3 separate regions of the Anser cygnoides genome follow, and regions 2 and 3 are each linked to region 1. Evidence: chromatin contacts called from public Hi-C data. All regions are on one chromosome and are shown on one strand. Each heading gives the region's core, a stretch centred on a gene start, on an enhancer-like site or on the middle of the called end of the contact. The rest is flanking DNA. Distances are from core to core; before and after follow the strand shown.

Region 1 (2,544 bases), core at 18-2,517:
CGGAGTTAGAAGCAGGATGTAGGACCACTGGGTGGCACCAGAAACCAGAACATGGATTAAGTTCGGGCAGTACCTAGTTTTCAGATGTTTGGTGCAGGTCCATACCAAGGTTAAGGTGAGAGGAGCTGGGGATGCTTTGCTATTCTGGGATCCAAGTATTTCTACTTTAAGACATTCCCAAAGAGCCAGGAAAGCAGCAATAGTGAAAGCACTCTTTACAGTTGCAAACACCAAGTTTTGTGCAAAACTTGCTGCCAGTTTAGTTACATTCATGGCATCTGTGAAAGGAATATGGCACCAGGATTTGTCAGTAGGTATGTGGTTGAATAACTGCGACCTCAGAGTGGGCTGCCTCAAACATTCACATCTGCATGTTGCATGTGCATTGGTTTACACTGGGAAGGTGGCACTGCGCTCCACTGGAGCGGTACGAATTGTACCACTGGAATGGTACGATGTACCTTGTACCAAGCAAGAGATTGCAGCTTGTTTGTGACTGCTGTGCCCAGGTGAGTGTCTAGCTGGGATTTCACATGATGAGTTCTTCAGTGGTGACTTGGCAGCAGACTGAGCTGGTAAATGAAGTTTTCTTGTGTTCTAAGTTTTCAAAATATTATTGTGTAAGAGTGAAAGGAATAGAGATGAAGAGGCCACAAGGAAAAACTGAGCCTGGACTCATAGACCAGAGGGTGCTGAGAAAGTGCTGCACAAAGAGAAGGGCTGATGAGCACGGCTCGACATCTACAGAAGCGTTCACGTCCCTTTGTTACAAACACCATGCAGCAAAACGTTTCCCATCTCACTGAAACAGTCATGGATGAAGGGCCACGACGATCGTTTTACCTAGGTGCACTCCTCCAATGCAGCCAACAGTAAAAAGGGTTTGATGTTCAAGTCAGCCATTCCTTGGGTGCTTGCCATACTACCTCCCCATCAAGCATCCAGCCTGAGGAGCCAAACGGCGCCTTTTGTCGGTGCCTGTGAAAACGCAGGCTGCCAGGCTCCCTCCGAGCCATCACCCCCCTCCGCTCGCCGCCACCCCACGGCCCCGTCACCGCGGCGGGCCGGGGGCTGCACGCCTTCCAACTTCTGTAAAAGATGAGAGCGAACGCGAAACGGCACAGAGAGCTCGTACTAGGGGAGAGCCGGACGCATTCCTCCTGGGAGCGCGTACCGCAGCGCTCCCAGCGCCTGCTCCTGCCGGCATCCCCCTCAGCCGGGGGCGGAAGGCGGTGCCCGGCGGACGGCTCGCGAGACGGCGCTGCCGCCATCTTCTTTGTAGTCCCGAGCCCCGCCACGAGCCGTGCGCGTGTGCGGGCCCGCGGCGCGGCGCGCAGGCGCAGAGCGGCCCCCCCATGCCGCGGCGGCCGGAGCTGCTGAGGTGCCGCCGTCCAGGTGAGCGCCGCGGCCGCCCGCGGGCCGGGGTTGAGCCCGCGCCGGGGCGGCGCTGAGCCCTGAGCCGGCGGCCCCGCCGGCCCGCGCTCCGGGCGGCTTCTGCCGCTGCCGGGCTCCGCGGCACTGAGGCGATCGGTGGCCGCCGGGCAGTAGGTGCCGAGCGGCGGCTCCGCGGGGAGCGGCGGCGGGCAGCGGGCGGGCGGAGGGCGAGCGGCGGCGGCGGCTGTGCCCGCGGGCACCGGCAGCGCTGCCGAGCCGAGCGGAGCCGAGCCGTGCACCGCGGCGCCGCTGCGGCCGCTGCCCGTCCCGGGGCGGAGCCGGCTGCCGGTTACCGCGGCGGGGCCCTTCCCGGGCGGCTCCCGCCGAGCTGACCGCAGCCCCCGGGGGCCGCCGGGCCGCCGCCGGAGGAGGGAGGGCTGCGCGCTGCTTCCCTGCGCCGGGGACGGCACCGCGCCGGCACGGAGCTGGCTCGGGAAACGATCCCTCGGCACTCCGGGCTTCGCTGGGGAAAAAAAAAAAAAAAAAAAAAAAAAACGCCTTCAAAACTCGCCCCGGCTTCTCGTGGAGATGACGCCGGTCGTTTGAATAAAGCGCTGGGGTGCTCCGGGCTGCCGCTTACTGTGGTCGATAGCTTTCCTTTGAGAGTACTCGTATCTTAAAATTCGCAGGTCTTGATTTCTTTTGGACAACAAAAACATATATTTTTTTCTTTAATTCGATAGGGTCTTGTTGTTGTATGAATAGGAAAGGAATAGGCTGTATAAAAAATATCTTATGCTGACTTGCGTCATCGCTTTAGGTCAATGTCCGTTTATTTGATGTGTAATGTAAGTCATGGGGAGTACTTCAAAGCGTTGTAGTGAAGTCAGGTGCTTCCATTAGCATGAAAATCCTTGCTGTAAGTCCCATGCAGAAGATGCCTGGGTTACAGAAGAAACAGTGTCATGGGCGACCCAGAGGAGCGGGGTTTGCCGTCTGACCCCGCGGCAGCACCTGGGGACATTGCCGAGTCAGAGCCCGGTGTCTGATCCAGTTCTTGATTCGTTCCTCTCAGGTTTGCAGGTTTGGGGAGCCTGGAACCAATGTGGGATCCAGCCGTGGCACGGGGCGGTTGCAGCATGCAGGTCACGGTCCCAGTTGGTAGCAGAA
Region 2 (2,544 bases), core at 20-2,519, 210 kb after region 1:
AGTACAAGGATGCTCCCGAATCTGTGCAGCTTTGTCAGGTTTATGCCCCAAAGCGAGCAACCTGCAACCGTGATGCCCTTCGCTGTCACCAGCGCACAGACGGAAGCGGCAGCGACGAGGTGTCGCTGCTGGCGAACACAGGGCTTGGCGCTGCGCTTATCACTTTGCTCTGGATAAATTCTGCTGTCCTGCTTCCCCTCTCACAGGGACGCGCACTTCCTGCCCGAGATGCTCTTTCTTGCGGACTAACTCGAGCTGCATTCCACTGGAGGGGACACGAAAGAGGCAGGAACAACTTCAAACTCCAGAGAAACACAAATTCTTCCAAACACCTCACACCGTCACCAGGCCACCGGGCGAAACGCCAGCACAGCTCTCCCTTCCCTCCCCCAGACAAAGGGAATGCGAGGAGCCAGCCGAACGCTGGTGCCCCTGAGGAGAGCCGAGCTCACAGGAATGTGAGATCAGTCCGAGCTTTTCATCTAGGAAGACGAAAATTTTGGCTAAGCAGCGCAAAAGCAACCGGCATCAGCTGCTGGGAGGGCAGCGCTTCTGGCCAGCTCCGCACCTTCCTCCCCGCGGAGCAGGGGCTGGCACCGAGCGGGGACGACGGCCGGGGCCGCGACCCGCCCGCGCTGCTCGGAAGCAGGAGGCGGCCCGGGGCACGGCCTGGCCGCCCGGCCTCCAGGTGATCCCCCCGGCCAGGAGCTTTCCGGCGACGCCTCTCCGGCGAGCCAAGCGCAAGTCGCTGCCGCGCTCGGGCACCGTCTCGGAGCCGCGGGCAGTTCTGAAGAGCCGCGGAACGCGCCCGCAGCCGCCGGCCGGGCCCGAGCCGTGATCCCGGGGCCCGCCCGTCCCCGCGGAGCCAGGCGGGCGACGGCACCCGGGGCCGGCGGGATCCCGGTGCCCGGCGCCGCCCGGCCTCGCCCGCTGCTCCCGGGACCGGCCGCCCGCACCCGCCCCGTGCCTCGCCTGCCGGCCGGGGCCCGCGACTCGGCTCGGCTCGGCTCCCGGCCGGGCCGGGGTCCCGCGCGGCCCCGTCCCTCAACAGGTGGAGCCGCCGCCGCCGCACTCACCTCTCCGCCATGGCCCGCTCGGCCGCGCCACCGCCCGCCTCTGCCCGCACGGGGCAGGGCGTGAAACCCGAGCCCGCGCCCCGCCCCGCCCGGGGACGGCCCGGCCGACAGCGCCGCCGGGACCCCCGGCCGCTCCCCGGGTCCCTCTGCTGGGGGCTGCCCGACCGAGCCGGGCCGGGCCGGGCCGAGCCGGGCCGGCGGAGCGGGGCGGGGTGCGGCGGGGCGGGCGGTGCAGCGCGGGGCCGGCGGCCGCGCTGGGGCCCGCGGGCCGAGGGCAGCCCCTGGCGGCGGCTGAGGGCGCTCCGCGGCCCGGCCCGGCCCGGCCCGGCCCCAGGGCTTCCTCTGGGCAGCCGGGCCGGGCATTTGGGGGGCTTGGGGGTGGGACGGGGGCATCCCGAGGCTTGGCGGGGGCTGCGGAGGGGAGCCAGGACCCGCTCCGGCGGAGCCCCTGGGAGGTGCGCGGTGGTGGAGGCGGCGGGGCTCTGGCGCCAGGACTCCGGCCCCCAAGCGCCAGCAGCAGTTAGCGCCGGGGAGCCGGATGGTGCCGCGTCTCCCGAAATGAGCTACGGGACCCGCCGCCCCCCCCCCCCAGCTTGTCCTTCAAAAGGAAGCTCCACAGTTAGCCAAGTCGCCTTTTCCACGAGGGGACAGAAATCCTCTGCGGGAAATGGCTAAAGCTCACAGGGCTGAGGCATGCCTTGCCCCCAGAGGGAAATTTTGCTCCCCTGGGCACCGTCCAGCAGAGGCGGCGTGAAGATTGAGAGGTCGGGAGTGCAGCCGTGCTGCATGCAGGCCTCTGTGGCCTTTGTGATGCCAGGATGCATGCAAGGATTTAACTCTTGCATTTTTCAAAGTGCTTCTTCAAACAAACACATTAGTGGGAACAACAAAAGGGGTCTGAAATAAGGATAAAGCAGCTCAAACGGTTACATCTGTTAAGATGAGGACTTTCTGTGTTTATCAGTGTCCTGAGCACAGTGCAGTCTGGATGAGGCTGTGCAGAAACACCAGGCATGTCCCCGCACCGGGGAGAGGCAGAGCCCTGCTCCAAACACCCCCGAAAGCCTTCGACGTGAGTGCTCCGAAGAAATGAGCCGTGCACTGAAGGCCAGCCCTGCTCCATCAGCTCAGCCTTCTGTCAGCCACCCATTCGGACAACGTCACCTGGCACAGTGACACGCATTTTGGACGGGGTCCTGTGCTTACAAACGAGGAGAAACCCCCCTCAGGGGGTTCCTGAGGGAACTTCAGGCCCCTCTCACTGGGGGTGTGAGACTTGGCAGATACCGGGTGGATTTTGTCACTAGCAAAGTGAGTTTTGGGCTCTGTCACACTGCATGGCAAATTTCTGATACAGCCAGAAATGTGTCCATGCAGCTTGTTAATCACGGCATACCCCAGGCAAGTCAGCCGGCGGGGGCTCTGCACAGAGGGATCCAGCCCTCGTAGTGCTCTCTCACAGACGCCG
Region 3 (2,544 bases), core at 31-2,530, 150 kb after region 1:
ACCAAATTCTGTACACTGCAAGAATAAGTTCATTTCAACCAGTTTGGACTCCTGTACGCTCAAATATCCCTCCTTGTCTATATTCAAGTGTTTATGCTAGAAGCAAAGCATGGGTTCACAGAACCGTTTGCGATACTAGCAGGATATTTAACAAGCAGTAGAGATGGAGCCGTTCCCCAAAACTGTACTGAGAACCTCCTTGATCAACCCAGTGCTGCTATAGCTACGGTTTGCATGTGTCCCCCAAGCCAATCGCTACGACAACCCGTAAGGAAGCCACCTGGAACCTAGGTCTGTCGGGAAAAAATACGGCGCCTCCCGATTCTATGTATCGAACGCACAGGACGCGAAGCGGCTTTCGGCTTCGCGCAGGGAGCGATCTTCATCTCGCTTCCCCCAAGACCCTTGAGGGAGACGGGCAGCAGCAGAGCGGAGACGCGCTCCGAAGCCGCCGGTAGCGCCCGCGGGCGCCGGCCCCACACGAGGCTTCGCCCCGCTTCGTCCCCGGGGCCGGGCGCGGAGCAGCCGCGGACGCCCCCCGCACAGCCCCACCGGGGCCGGCCGGGAGCGGCCCCGCGCCGCTTCCTGACGCCGCCGGGGCCGGGCTCCGCCGCCGGCCCCTCCCCGGCCGCGCACCTCCCGCCGCAGCCCCCGCCGGGACCCGGCCCCGCCGCTCCCCCGCCCGCGCCGCGGGGCCCGTTCGCCGCCTCTCCCGGGCCCCGCGCCCTGCGGCCACCGCGGCGCCGCCCGCCCGGCCCCGGCCCCGGCCCCGGCGCCGCCGCAAGGTCACTCGGCCGCCCCCGCCGGCCGGGCCCCGCGGCGCCGGCGCTCGGCGCGCTCCTACTCACCTGCCCGCGCCGGGCCGCGCGGCTCCGCGGGCCGCCGGGCGCGGGCGGAGGCGAGGCGAGAGGGAGCGGGGGGGCGGGGGCGCGGCCCAGGCCCCCCGGCCCCGGCGAGGCGGAAGCGGCGCCCGCTCGGCGCCCCCGGCCCGGCCCGGCCCGGCCCTTTGTGCGCGGGGCCGCGTGCCAGCCGCGCCGCGCCCGGCCTCCCTCCCCTCGCCTCGCCTCGCCACGCCGCGGGCCCGCAGCGCGGGGCGGGCGGGAGGCGCGGGCCCGGCCCGCCCGGGCGCCGCCGCGCTCTTACCGAGGGCTCTGCACGGGACAAAGGGTGAGAGCGGAGCGAAACCGCCCCCGGGCCCCGCTGCGCGCCGAGCCCAGCGCCACCGACCGCGCAGCGCCACAAAATGGCCGCCTCGCTGCGGCGCCGCCACCCGCCGCCGGAGGGGGCGGGCCTGGACCGGGCTCCTCCCGGTCGCTGCGGAGGCGCGCAGCGCGCTCCCCGCGCGGCACCGGGTCCCGGGTCCCGGCCCCTCCGGATCGGCGCCGGCGCCTCGCGGCCGGGGCGCTGCGGGCGAGGGGCGAGAGGGCGCCGGCAGCGCCGTGCGGGGCTGCGCGGGGCGCTGCGGGACGGCCCCGGCCCTGCCCCGGCCCTGCCCCGGCCCTGCCGGCGAGCGGCCTCCCGACGGGCGCTCCCCCCGGTGTGGGGCGCGGCAAGAGCTCCGTAAAAGGGTGAAATAAACCAAAAAAAAAAACCCTCGTGCCCGCTGCCCAAAGGGGCCGTGTCCGTCTCCTCTGTGGTCCCCGGGTAGGAGCCCAGGCAGCTCTCCCTGCTCCGGGCTCGTCCTCGCGCCTCCCAGCGCTCTAACCGGGGCCCGGCCCCGTGCTGCTGGCCCGCCCGGTGACCCCGAACCACGGTGTGAGGAGCTGGGGGTCGGCCTCTTCTCACAGGTAACTAGTGATAGGACCAGAGGGAATGGCCTCAAGTTGCACCACGGGAGGTTCAGGTTGGAAATGAGGAGACATTTCTTCTCAGAAAGAGCAGTCAGGCATTGGGACGGGTTGCCCAGGGAGGTGGTGGCATCACCGTCCCTCCAGGGGTTTTTAAGGAAAGGTTGGACATGGTGCTTAGTGAGTCATGTCCCTGAAGATAAGAGAAAATGTTTTTATAAATACATTGACACAAAAAGGAGGACTAAGGAGAATCTCCATCCTTTACTGGATGTGGGGGGAAACTTAGTGACAAGAGATGAGGAAAAGGCTGAGGTGCTTAATGCCTTCTTTGCTTCAGTCTTTACCAGCAAGACTAGTTGTTATCTGGATACCCAGTACTCTGAGCTGGTGGAAGGGGATGGGGAGCAAGATGTGGCCCTCACGGGCCAGGCCTCGCCGCCGCCGGCCGGGGGGAATTGCTGCGCCCCTCATCCAGCTGGCTTCCCATCCGTGCGGACCGAGCTGCGTGCCCTTCTGAAGGCATGGCGCAGTGCAGAGGAAAATCAAAACACTTCTTCTGAGTTTTATGATAACTTAAAGCCAAAAACCAAGCTGGTACAGAACAGCCAAAATCTTTGCAGGTTGAAGTTCTTAACTTCAAATATTGCAGCATTTGTCACTGGGGGTGATAAACTTTCCTGGTTCAGGTGGTTAGCTTGAGATAATCCACCATTTTCTGGCCAGAGGCCACAGACAAGTGAATGATTGTCACCTG

The links. Hi-C and Micro-C count contacts between places; a contact is called where the count stands out from the background.
Region 2: a Hi-C map of liver shows a contact between it and region 1, with 2.3 times the contacts expected there. The contact joins the promoter of LOC106045405 here to the promoter of NDRG3 in region 1. A contact is called at or near these places in 4 of 7 Hi-C or Micro-C datasets (granulosa cells and liver).
Region 3: a Hi-C map of liver shows a contact between it and region 1, with 1.6 times the contacts expected there. The contact joins the promoter of PHF20 here to the promoter of NDRG3 in region 1. A contact is called at or near these places in 2 of 7 Hi-C or Micro-C datasets (granulosa cells and liver).

Annotation. Positions count from the first base shown.
Region 1 is chr16:15,392,154-15,394,697 of Taihu_goose_T2T_genome, reverse strand. NDRG3 (NDRG family member 3) reads left to right here and starts at 1,267. Exons shown (of 16, transcript XM_048048906.2): 1 at 1,267-1,395.
Region 2 is chr16:15,182,851-15,185,394 of Taihu_goose_T2T_genome, reverse strand. LOC106045405 (rho GTPase-activating protein 39-like) reads right to left here and starts at 1,269. Exons shown (of 10, transcript XM_066978526.1): 1 at 1,077-1,269. The coding sequence starts at 1,087.
Region 3 is chr16:15,242,987-15,245,530 of Taihu_goose_T2T_genome, reverse strand. PHF20 (PHD finger protein 20) reads right to left here and starts at 1,280. Exons shown (of 21, transcript XM_066978525.1): 1 at 1,144-1,280. It overlaps LOC136786515 (a long non-coding RNA gene), which reads left to right and starts at 1,409. Exons shown (of 3, transcript XR_010825384.1): 1 at 1,409-1,787.